3 separate regions of the Mus musculus genome follow, and all the other regions are linked to region 1. A link is a contact called in public HiChIP or PLAC-seq and promoter capture Hi-C data. All regions are on one chromosome and are shown on one strand. The core of a region is the stretch at or near the end of the contact, and the rest is flanking DNA. Distances in the headings are between cores, read along the strand shown.

Evidence for each region. Promoter capture Hi-C pulls out the DNA fragments that hold promoters and counts their contacts. HiChIP or PLAC-seq counts read pairs in DNA pulled down with a chosen protein or histone mark.
Region 2: a contact with region 1 is called in a promoter capture Hi-C map of pre-B cells. The contact joins two enhancer-like sites. A contact is called at or near these places in 2 of 39 promoter capture datasets (pre-B cells and stem cell-derived epiblast-like cells), 3 of 484 Hi-C or Micro-C datasets (the N1E-115 cell line, embryonic fibroblasts and embryonic stem cells) and 1 of 115 datasets of contacts at active chromatin or transcription factors (embryonic stem cells).
Region 3: an H3K27ac HiChIP or PLAC-seq map of large pre-B cells shows a contact between it and region 1, with 5 times the contacts expected there. The contact joins two enhancer-like sites. A contact is called at or near these places in 8 of 39 promoter capture datasets (the 3T3-L1 cell line, the C10 cell line, the SN4741 cell line and 4 more), 2 of 15 datasets of contacts at CTCF or cohesin (large pre-B cells and stem cell-derived epiblast-like cells), 9 of 484 Hi-C or Micro-C datasets (the G1E-ER4 cell line, the N1E-115 cell line, embryonic fibroblasts and 3 more) and 1 of 115 datasets of contacts at active chromatin or transcription factors (large pre-B cells).

The regions. Positions count from the first base shown.
Region 1 is chr11:68,497,543-68,500,286 of GRCm38.p6, reverse strand. Pik3r5 (phosphoinositide-3-kinase regulatory subunit 5) reads right to left here. Exons shown (of 19, transcript NM_177320.2): 19 at 2,441-2,744. Among named protein-coding and RNA genes, the nearest start is that of Pik3r6, 4.1 kb to the left of the region's middle. Within about 2 kb of position 1,461, at least 63 of the 459 cell types and tissues checked have an H3K27ac peak or open chromatin away from gene starts, as enhancers often do. A contact at or near this core is called in pre-B cells, where this site is marked.
Region 2 is chr11:68,198,559-68,201,416 of GRCm38.p6, reverse strand. All of the region lies in intron 7 of Stx8 (syntaxin 8), which reads right to left. Among named protein-coding and RNA genes, the nearest start is that of Mir6406, 21 kb to the left of the region's middle. Within about 2 kb of position 1,421, at least 77 of the 459 cell types and tissues checked have an H3K27ac peak or open chromatin away from gene starts, as enhancers often do. A contact at or near this core is called in pre-B cells, where this site is marked.
Region 3 is chr11:68,011,057-68,013,756 of GRCm38.p6, reverse strand. It overlaps Stx8 (syntaxin 8), which reads right to left. Exons shown (of 8, transcript NM_018768.3): 5 at 2,318-2,442. Among named protein-coding and RNA genes, the nearest start is that of Stx8, 46 kb to the right of the region's middle. Within about 2 kb of position 1,331, at least 4 of the 459 cell types and tissues checked have an H3K27ac peak or open chromatin away from gene starts, as enhancers often do.

The DNA of each region.
Region 1 (2,744 bases), core at 212-2,711:
CTGAGCTCAGGCAGCCCAGACTTGCTTGGAGCAGGACAAACCATCTCTACCAAAGCTTCCCTCCTTTGGCTCCTCCCCCAGCCTGCTCCCATCATTCCTGAGGGGGAACAGAGTATCCCTTCCATCAGGAGACCGGAGCTCTCCTCTTCAATTCCATCACAACGAAGACAGCCTCAGATACAACCGTGAATTTTGCTTTTCTGGGCCTCAGTTTACCCCACCACTTGTGATGTATTGAGATGGCTTTGTTAAGTATGGCGCTTTTGGAGGCCATTATCTGGCCTTGAGGGACCATAAGTATATTCTTCAACCCTTCTGTGTCTCAGTTTCCCTACCTGTAGAATGGGTATAACAATGCCAACCTCACAGGGTCAGAAGAGGCACACAGAAGCTAACAGGAACACGAGGGTCGAGAACACCTGACCAGTGCAGAGTTAAGTGTGGTTGAGGTGGGTTTAACCCAGCTGGCATTCACTGAAGCAGCTGTGGCCACAACTACCTTTCCAGGGGCTATTCAGAGCCTCAAGTGTGCCTGCAGGTAGAACACGGAAGAAACTTCCTGTGCCTCAGGCAGGAGGCAGAGGATGGTTTGTGCCTGGAGAGGCAGCTTTCTGTACTTGGACTTTACTGAAAGAGGTGAAGAGAGAGATTCAGAAATGGGGGGGGGGCGGGAGGGGGGAGCAGATCTACCCACATCCCCCCCCCCACACACACACACACGCATAAACACATAGAAACAGGAAGTTCTCTTCCCAAGGATCTGCGTATCTTCCAGTCCACAGGGTTTCTCTGTCGCTGTGGTAAAACCCTGGCTAAGACCCAGCTTGGTGGGAGGAGTTTATTTCACCACATGACTCCCAGGTCCCAGCCCATCACTGAGGGAAGACCAGGTAAGCCACTCACTGGCTCACTACCCATGGTCACTTAGCTTCAGCCTGGCCAGTGGTGGCAACAGAGCAGGATCACCTGCTCAGGGGTGGCACCCGCTCACAGTGGGACGGGCCTCTCATGTCACCCATTCATCAAGACAATACTGCAGACATGCCCACAGGACAGTCTGCTGAAGAAAATCCCCCAGTTGATGTTCCCTCCTCCAAATGACTCTAGTTTGTATCACATTGACAAAAACCTAACCAGTGCCTGGCATTTCCTGTATGCCTGGGCGGAACCCCCCATCCCCACCCCCTTCTCTCTCAACTCTGAGCAAGCAGGGGAGTTGGGAGCATCCTTGCCCTGGAGCTCTTAGCCATTGATGGAGTCGCCATTTGGTTCTTAGGGAGAGGTAATGGACCACTTGGTTTCAGGCCCCAGCTGCCTAAGAGCAAAGGAGGCTCAGGCATTGTTTCTGGGGGTGTCCCCTTTCCAGGAGAGTTTGAAGGTCCCCATTTAACTCAGCAGGCCAGAGTTAACCACAACTCTGGCTTTTTCCGCTCAGTGCACCCCAGGGGACAGGCAGGTTTCTTAGACTACCGTCTTAGTAGCATGATGCCTGCTACACACTTCCTCTCAGACACCCCGCAACACCCCTGGGAATAGAACTGCCTCCCCTTTTAGGGGTAGGGAGAAGCTTGCAGATGTGGTGAGGTGGCCAATCACGCAAGTTCAAGGTGTCCGAGAGACCCACGGGAAACACCCGGACTCAGCCTACAGCTTGCGACCATACCGTGCCAAGCTCAGCTGAGACTAGATGAACCCTAAGTGTCTGTGGCTGCGTGGGGAAGAATGACATGCACGGCAGCCTACTGATGCCAAGCTGCAACCTCCTTAGAGCCTTCCCCCTCCATCCAATGCAGCTATTCTGGGATGTTGGAGTTGGTGTCCGCCAGTGTCCAACACCTCCTCTTCCCCCTTGTATGCCGAGTGTAAAGGCCGCCCTCAGGTGTGTATGGCCATTACCTCTTCCCTTGCTCTCCCTAGTATGATGGGCCCAGGTCCTCTATCTCTTGTCAGTGACAGGAGCCTCAGGCCCATGGGGACATCAGGATATACAGGCTTATGTTTCTCAAGTGAAGTAATACAGGAAACTGTAGAGATGTATAGGATTTTGTTGTTGTTTGTTTGTTCTGGGAGTCCGTGTGTATGATGAGGCTGAAATGGAGGAGTATCAATGAAATTTTAGCACAGATATATATTGTGCAGAGTGGAAAATTACAAATAAACTATATAATCTCCAAAAGCCTTACTTATGCTAAAATTTATTTTTATTGTATTGTTTGTGTGTGTGTCTGTCTGTGTGTGCGTGAATGCCTTCAGAGGCCAGAAAAGGGCATCAGATTCAAGTTGGAGGACAGGCAGTTGTGAGCCACCCTATGTGGGTACAGGGAACTGAACCTGGGTCCTCTGGAAGAGCAGCGAGGGCCACTGACTTATCCCTCCAGCCCTGAAGTGATACATGTAAACTCTGACATGCTCCAACATAACTATAGATGACCAAATATACAATAAATCAATTTTATTTGATAATAATATTAAAATCGCATTCACTGATTCATATTGATCATACAGTAGAACAATATGCTCACACAGCAGGTTAAAGCACACCGGTATATATGGCTGGACACTGCTCCGGAACCTGGCAGATATACCGTCAGCTAGGACTGGGGGTGACAACATAGTGGCTCCATCTGGTCTCTCAAGTCAGGAGCCCTCTGCAGTTTCCTTGGGCTTCTACAAACCGAGGTCTTTGGTGCAGAACATGATGGTAAGAACTCTGTGGCAACTTGTTATGTTTCCAAGGTTCCTTA
Region 2 (2,858 bases), core at 172-2,671, 300 kb after region 1:
CAACAAATATCACAGGTACATGGAGCCAAGTGTCTTAGGTTCTAGAAGTTCAAAGAGGACAGGAAGTTTCAGCTGAAGGGGTGGGGCCTATGAGAAAGAAATACAGTGTTGCCTTTAAAGGTGATAATGTGTCTACCACAGAAACTGTGTCAGACACATGGCACTTCAGTAGCAGCATGTTGGGACACACACACACACACACACACACACACATCCCCGAAGGGATGCATACTTCCCTCTTGACACCTTAGACAGTAAGTTGATTGCATGCTATAAAGTAGGGGCTTATCCAAAGACAAAAAGGGAACTTCAACAGCAAAAACAAATAAGACTTTTATATTTTAAATGCTTTCAGGCAAACACAAGTCCATTGAGAGGTCATTTTCAACAGTGTTAAGTAAACTTAGTGCTGGGTGCACTGAGGAAGTCATTTGTAGGGGAGAAGAAAGCGGTAAGTAAAAGCCAGCTGTGGCTTCGGGATCCTTTGGGCCACGAAGACCTGACTTAGTGGCCTGATCACAGCAACAGTGTTTGATCTGTGATGACAGCTTCGGCACCCTTCTGGAAATGTCCTGGAAGTATGGATCCTTTCAAAGGCACTAAAGCTCAGCCCAGTTTGAGGTCAAAGCTAGTAACAAGGTCCGGGGCTCAGGACAAGAGGTGTATTACCTGGCTCACTGATCCGTAATTGGCCACTCTCTGTTCCGTATACAAGGAAGCAGAGGTTCTGGAGGGCTGCATGGGGAGCCAGCTAGCTCTGCTCTCACCTGTGCTTTTAACCCCTTCCTAAACCATGGGGGCCCACCCAGGGCTCCTGACAACCAACAGAAGACAGGGTTCACCAGGGATAAAGGGCCAGACCCTTTGGGGCTGAAAAACTAAGATACAATTCCTTTTCTTTATCTCCTTCTCTTTGTGCCTCTACTTTTTATGGTGGAAATACCAGGCACACACACACACAAAGTAAAAGCAGCCAGGAACACTTACTGTCATGAACTGAACTGGTTCTTGGCCAGTCTGCTTCCATGTGCACCTTCACTTGCCCCTGTGGCCAGAAATGGGTCTCTGGTGTATATCACCCGAAGGCTTACAGTAAGAGTCACTGACAGAAGTCAGTCACTGTCATATAACCATGGCAGGCTTGAGCCCTCATCTTTCTGACATGGACAGTGGGTCTAAGTTTGCAGAATGGCCCCTGAAACAACCTGAGCCATGCATACTGAATCAACTCTCAAAGACAGAAATTGGGGTGTTTTCTTTTTCCTCCTAACAGGGCTGCAGCCTCCGGGGCTCTCGCCATCCATCCCCAGCTAAGGAAATGTTTGACATTTCAGAATGAAACTGACAGTTGAACTCCTGGGAGCCTGCCAGCTTCTAAACAATGAGCGCTCTGGGCCCAGCCCTAGCTCAGAACACCTGCAAGGCTCGGCTTTGGGTCACTTCCTCTGCATTTCACTCAGCTCCTGCCATGGCACTGCCGGCACCTGGCCAGGCAGATGTTTGCTCCCAAGACTCAAGCGTCCCTTTGAGGGGCAGGCACGAGGTGCCAAGGGTCAGGTTACAAGGGTCGGGGAAATGTCCGTTTCCTTTGGTCAGTTTACCAGATGAGTATCCAACACTTGGGATATTTACAAGTCTAGCATATGGCAACTTAAAGAGATGTAAGAAAACAAACTCCCTTTCAGATTAGGAAGGGACATTAATTAACACTGTGGCTTTGGAACAGGGACGTGTTTTCTGAAGATTGTTCATCTGGATTAATGGCCCATGCTCCCCCCCCCCCCCCCAGTGAAACACTGGAAACCACTGAGTGACAGCATGTGCTGCCAACACCCCCACTGCAGCAGAGAGCAGGTAACCGCCCTCACTGTTCACTGGCTAGGTGGGGGAAAAAAAAAGGAAAATTTGGAGGCCAGCTTTTCTAGGGAATGGTAGCCATTTTCACAAGGGCATCCTTGTCCAGAAGTTCTTTATATGCAGGGTTTGTCATAAGACAAGCCATCCTGACTCCCTGCTACTTGTTTTGAACCAAAATGCACGTTCTCATCGCTTGCCTTGTGTGTCACACTGTGCAGAGTCGTGGCCACCAGGCCAGCCCCACGCAGCCACCACCTGTGAGGATGAGACACGTGTGACTAACGCCTGCGGCGGATGAGTTTCCTCTCACAGTTGTGCTGTCAAAGGTGACATTTGCTTAAGCATCAGCCAGTTGGTTCTTGCAGATCAAACATAGATTTTAGAAATATTTTATTTTAGTTTTGCAGCAGGCTCTGGAGCCAAAGGTGGGGATTGAGCAGGACAAAAGACAGAACTGGGATATTTATTTTCAAAAGTTCATGTAAATGTCCCCTTGAATCCCAGTACTAGGTAAATAAGCCAAGAAAGAAGAGGACCGTGGGCGAAGATGAATGTGTTTGCTTTTTGCTCGTTTGAATTAATTGACAGCTGGAAAATGCAGCCTACTCTGACGCAGTCGATGCTACTTGCCTGCTCGTGGTGTGGACATCACAGCTTTCCACCAAGCGACCTCACAGCTCAGCAGGCCAGACAGCCAGACACTGGTGGGCAGGACAGCACTTCCCGCCCCTGGTCTCATCCTTCCTGAGGGTACTTTACCTCACGGGTGTACGTGTTAATTGCCTTTAGTAAAGTTTTCATTAAAACACCAGGCAAAAGGCAAGAAGAGCCTCCCATGAGTTTGGTTTTGTTCTTGTCTGACATGCAAACCATCACTCCGAGCTTTTCTTTCTCTTTCTCGGCTGAGGTGGGGCGGCATCCTTCTCCATCTTCAGCATGTATGCATGTTTATATGCATATATGTACATGTGTGCAGGTCAGAGGACAACTTTAGATGTCAT
Region 3 (2,700 bases), core at 82-2,581, 490 kb after region 1:
ATAAGGAAAAAAAAGATTCAAACTTGGATTCAAATAAACACGTCCCATGAGGAACAGAAACAAGGCAAGAACATCTATTTTCAAACCTGTACTAGGCTGCAGCAAGTACAATATGGCAAGAGGAATACACAGAAGGCATCTGCAATGAAATTAGAAAATCCAATTGTCTTACTCATAGAAAAACCCGCAGATTCCACACATAAGCTACTAGAGCACACTAGGGAGAGTGGGCACAGTTGCGTGATCCACAGACAACACAGATATAAACAGCGGCTTTATATATGAGCAATAATCAGACACTGGACATTTAAAATGCTATTTACAATACAAGCGTAAAATATGTAGGGATAAACCTGACCAAGGGCACGTGAGGCGTGCATCATGAAAACTAAAAAGCAATGCTAAGAAAAATGAAAGACTATGTGAGATTTACTTAGTGATAATCCAGATTACGGATTGAGGATTCTTGCTGATGTCACATTAGTTCTCTTCTAAAGAACCTAAATATGTCATCTCAATCAAAATTACATGTGCCTTGATGCCATTTAAAAAAAAATTCAAAGCTGACTTTAAAATTCAAATACAAGTATGAAAAACCAAAGTATACAAAAATACCAAGAAAAAGAATAAAGTCTGATGTCACATGTCACTTGGTTTAGTGATCTATCAGAGAAGCACAAAGCTCATGCCCCCTTAAAACAAGCAGATTATTGGAGAATAGAGCAAAGAGACAGGGCCATATATGTTTATACATGTATGTGTATACATGCATATATGTATATACATGTATATATGTACATGGCCATTTGATTACCTTTGACATTCATCAGTGAAAGCATTCTTTTTATTTTATTTTTTGAATGGCTCGAAGCCAGAAGGATATCCAAATGGAAAATGCACCTGTGCCTATATAACAATTCAAAAGAGATCTGAGAGACTTGACGTGAAAACCTGACATTATAAAGTTACTAGAGATGAAAAGGCAATAAATCTTGTGGCTTTAACCTACTGAATGTTTTCTTCGATGTAATCAAAACAAAAATCACACAAGAAAAAAACCTGATCAACTGGACTTAACAACATCCGTAGTCTGAAAACTGTCACTGAGAGACGCTTGTCACCTTGTCGCCGCCCAGCCAGCCGCCCTTGCAGGATCTTAAGGAAACTAATTTTCCTTCTAAAAACAAAACCCAAAGCTATCTGACAAGAGAACGGTGAGGGGGACATATGAAAATATCTTACAGGTTAATGAAAGAGGAAGAGAAAACTAAAGACATCTTAGGGGAATAAAAAAATCAGCATGTGTGAAGAAGAGTCACGTGACAATTCAGATGCATTTAAAAATTAGCCATAGAGAAAGAAGCCAGATCCCCTTCCCCCAAAGAGGGTAGATACTGTATGAGTGTACTCCGTGAAACTGGAAAATAGAAACCAATTAACAGCGACAGAAAGCAGATCAGCCGCTGTCGAGGAATTGGGGAGAGACAACAGGAAGAACAGGAAGACCCTCAGAGGTAGGCGGAGGAACTTCTGCAAGCTGTGTGCACTATCTTGACTCCAGTGATGCTTTCTTCAAACATACACGCACATGTGTATGTGCTGGGCTTACATGCAAACACATGTGTATACTGTGTCAAAGTTCATCTAATCGTTGAGTTTGTGCTGCTTATGATAATGCCAATTGTATTTCAGTAAATACGTCTGTAGAAAGAGCAGCAGGCACCCTGACATGGGAAAAAGCCATAACATTAAGTTGAAAACTATGAAATGTTCACATAGTGAGATAGCTATGTACCTCACGTGCTATTTACATGTGTACTTAAATACTAAACATACACATAGATGTATACTAAACACAGACATAGATGTAATGCAAGCGGGACTGTGGATACACATACTAATCCACCTCTAGTTTTGAGACTGGAGAGGCATCACAAAGTACTCTCTGTCTTGTCTGTCCCAAATCTTGCCTGAACCCATAGCAACAGTACATTACTTCTGAAAGTTTAAAAAATGAGAAACTTTAAAAACAGCACACTTTAAAGCAAAAGTGTGGAACCTACAAATAAAAAGGTAAAACAAACAAACAAACAAACAAACAAACAAACAAAAAACCCTGATGGTCCAGATGAAGTTGAGGGTAAAAGCTGATGTGATGACCATGGAGTCAGAGCAGCAATGAAGTCGTTGCCTCAAGCAGCTTGAGGCCAAAACCAAGAGCTTTACTTTTGGACTCTAGCTTTCAGTAGAGATAAAGAATAGTCAAGCACAGCAGAATAGCCAGGCTTGTGAGCCACAGTCCTGGAGCAATAGGTACCTTGAATAATTTTCTGCTGCTGTTGTCGGATCTCATCAAAACCCAAACCTCTGGTCTCCTCCGGCTCCTCACAGAGCCAAGGGTTGGGAGTTCCTCGCTTTGCTTCTTCGCTCATCAGGCTGGACCTGAGAACAATAGCAAGCACATTACATATCTCACAAAACACAACCGGCTGAAAATCACTGTGACGAGCACGGAGCTGGCCAGCCTGGCACGCTTTGCAAAGCCATCTCCACAATTTATCGCACTCTTAGTTTATTCTAGGGACCATGCCCAGGGCTGTAAGAGATCTGAGGCTAGGCTGTGGTCCCCAGACAATTACACAGCATTCTACTAACCCTCCAAAGATGGTGGTAAATTAGGTTGTTAAGTCTCAAACCACA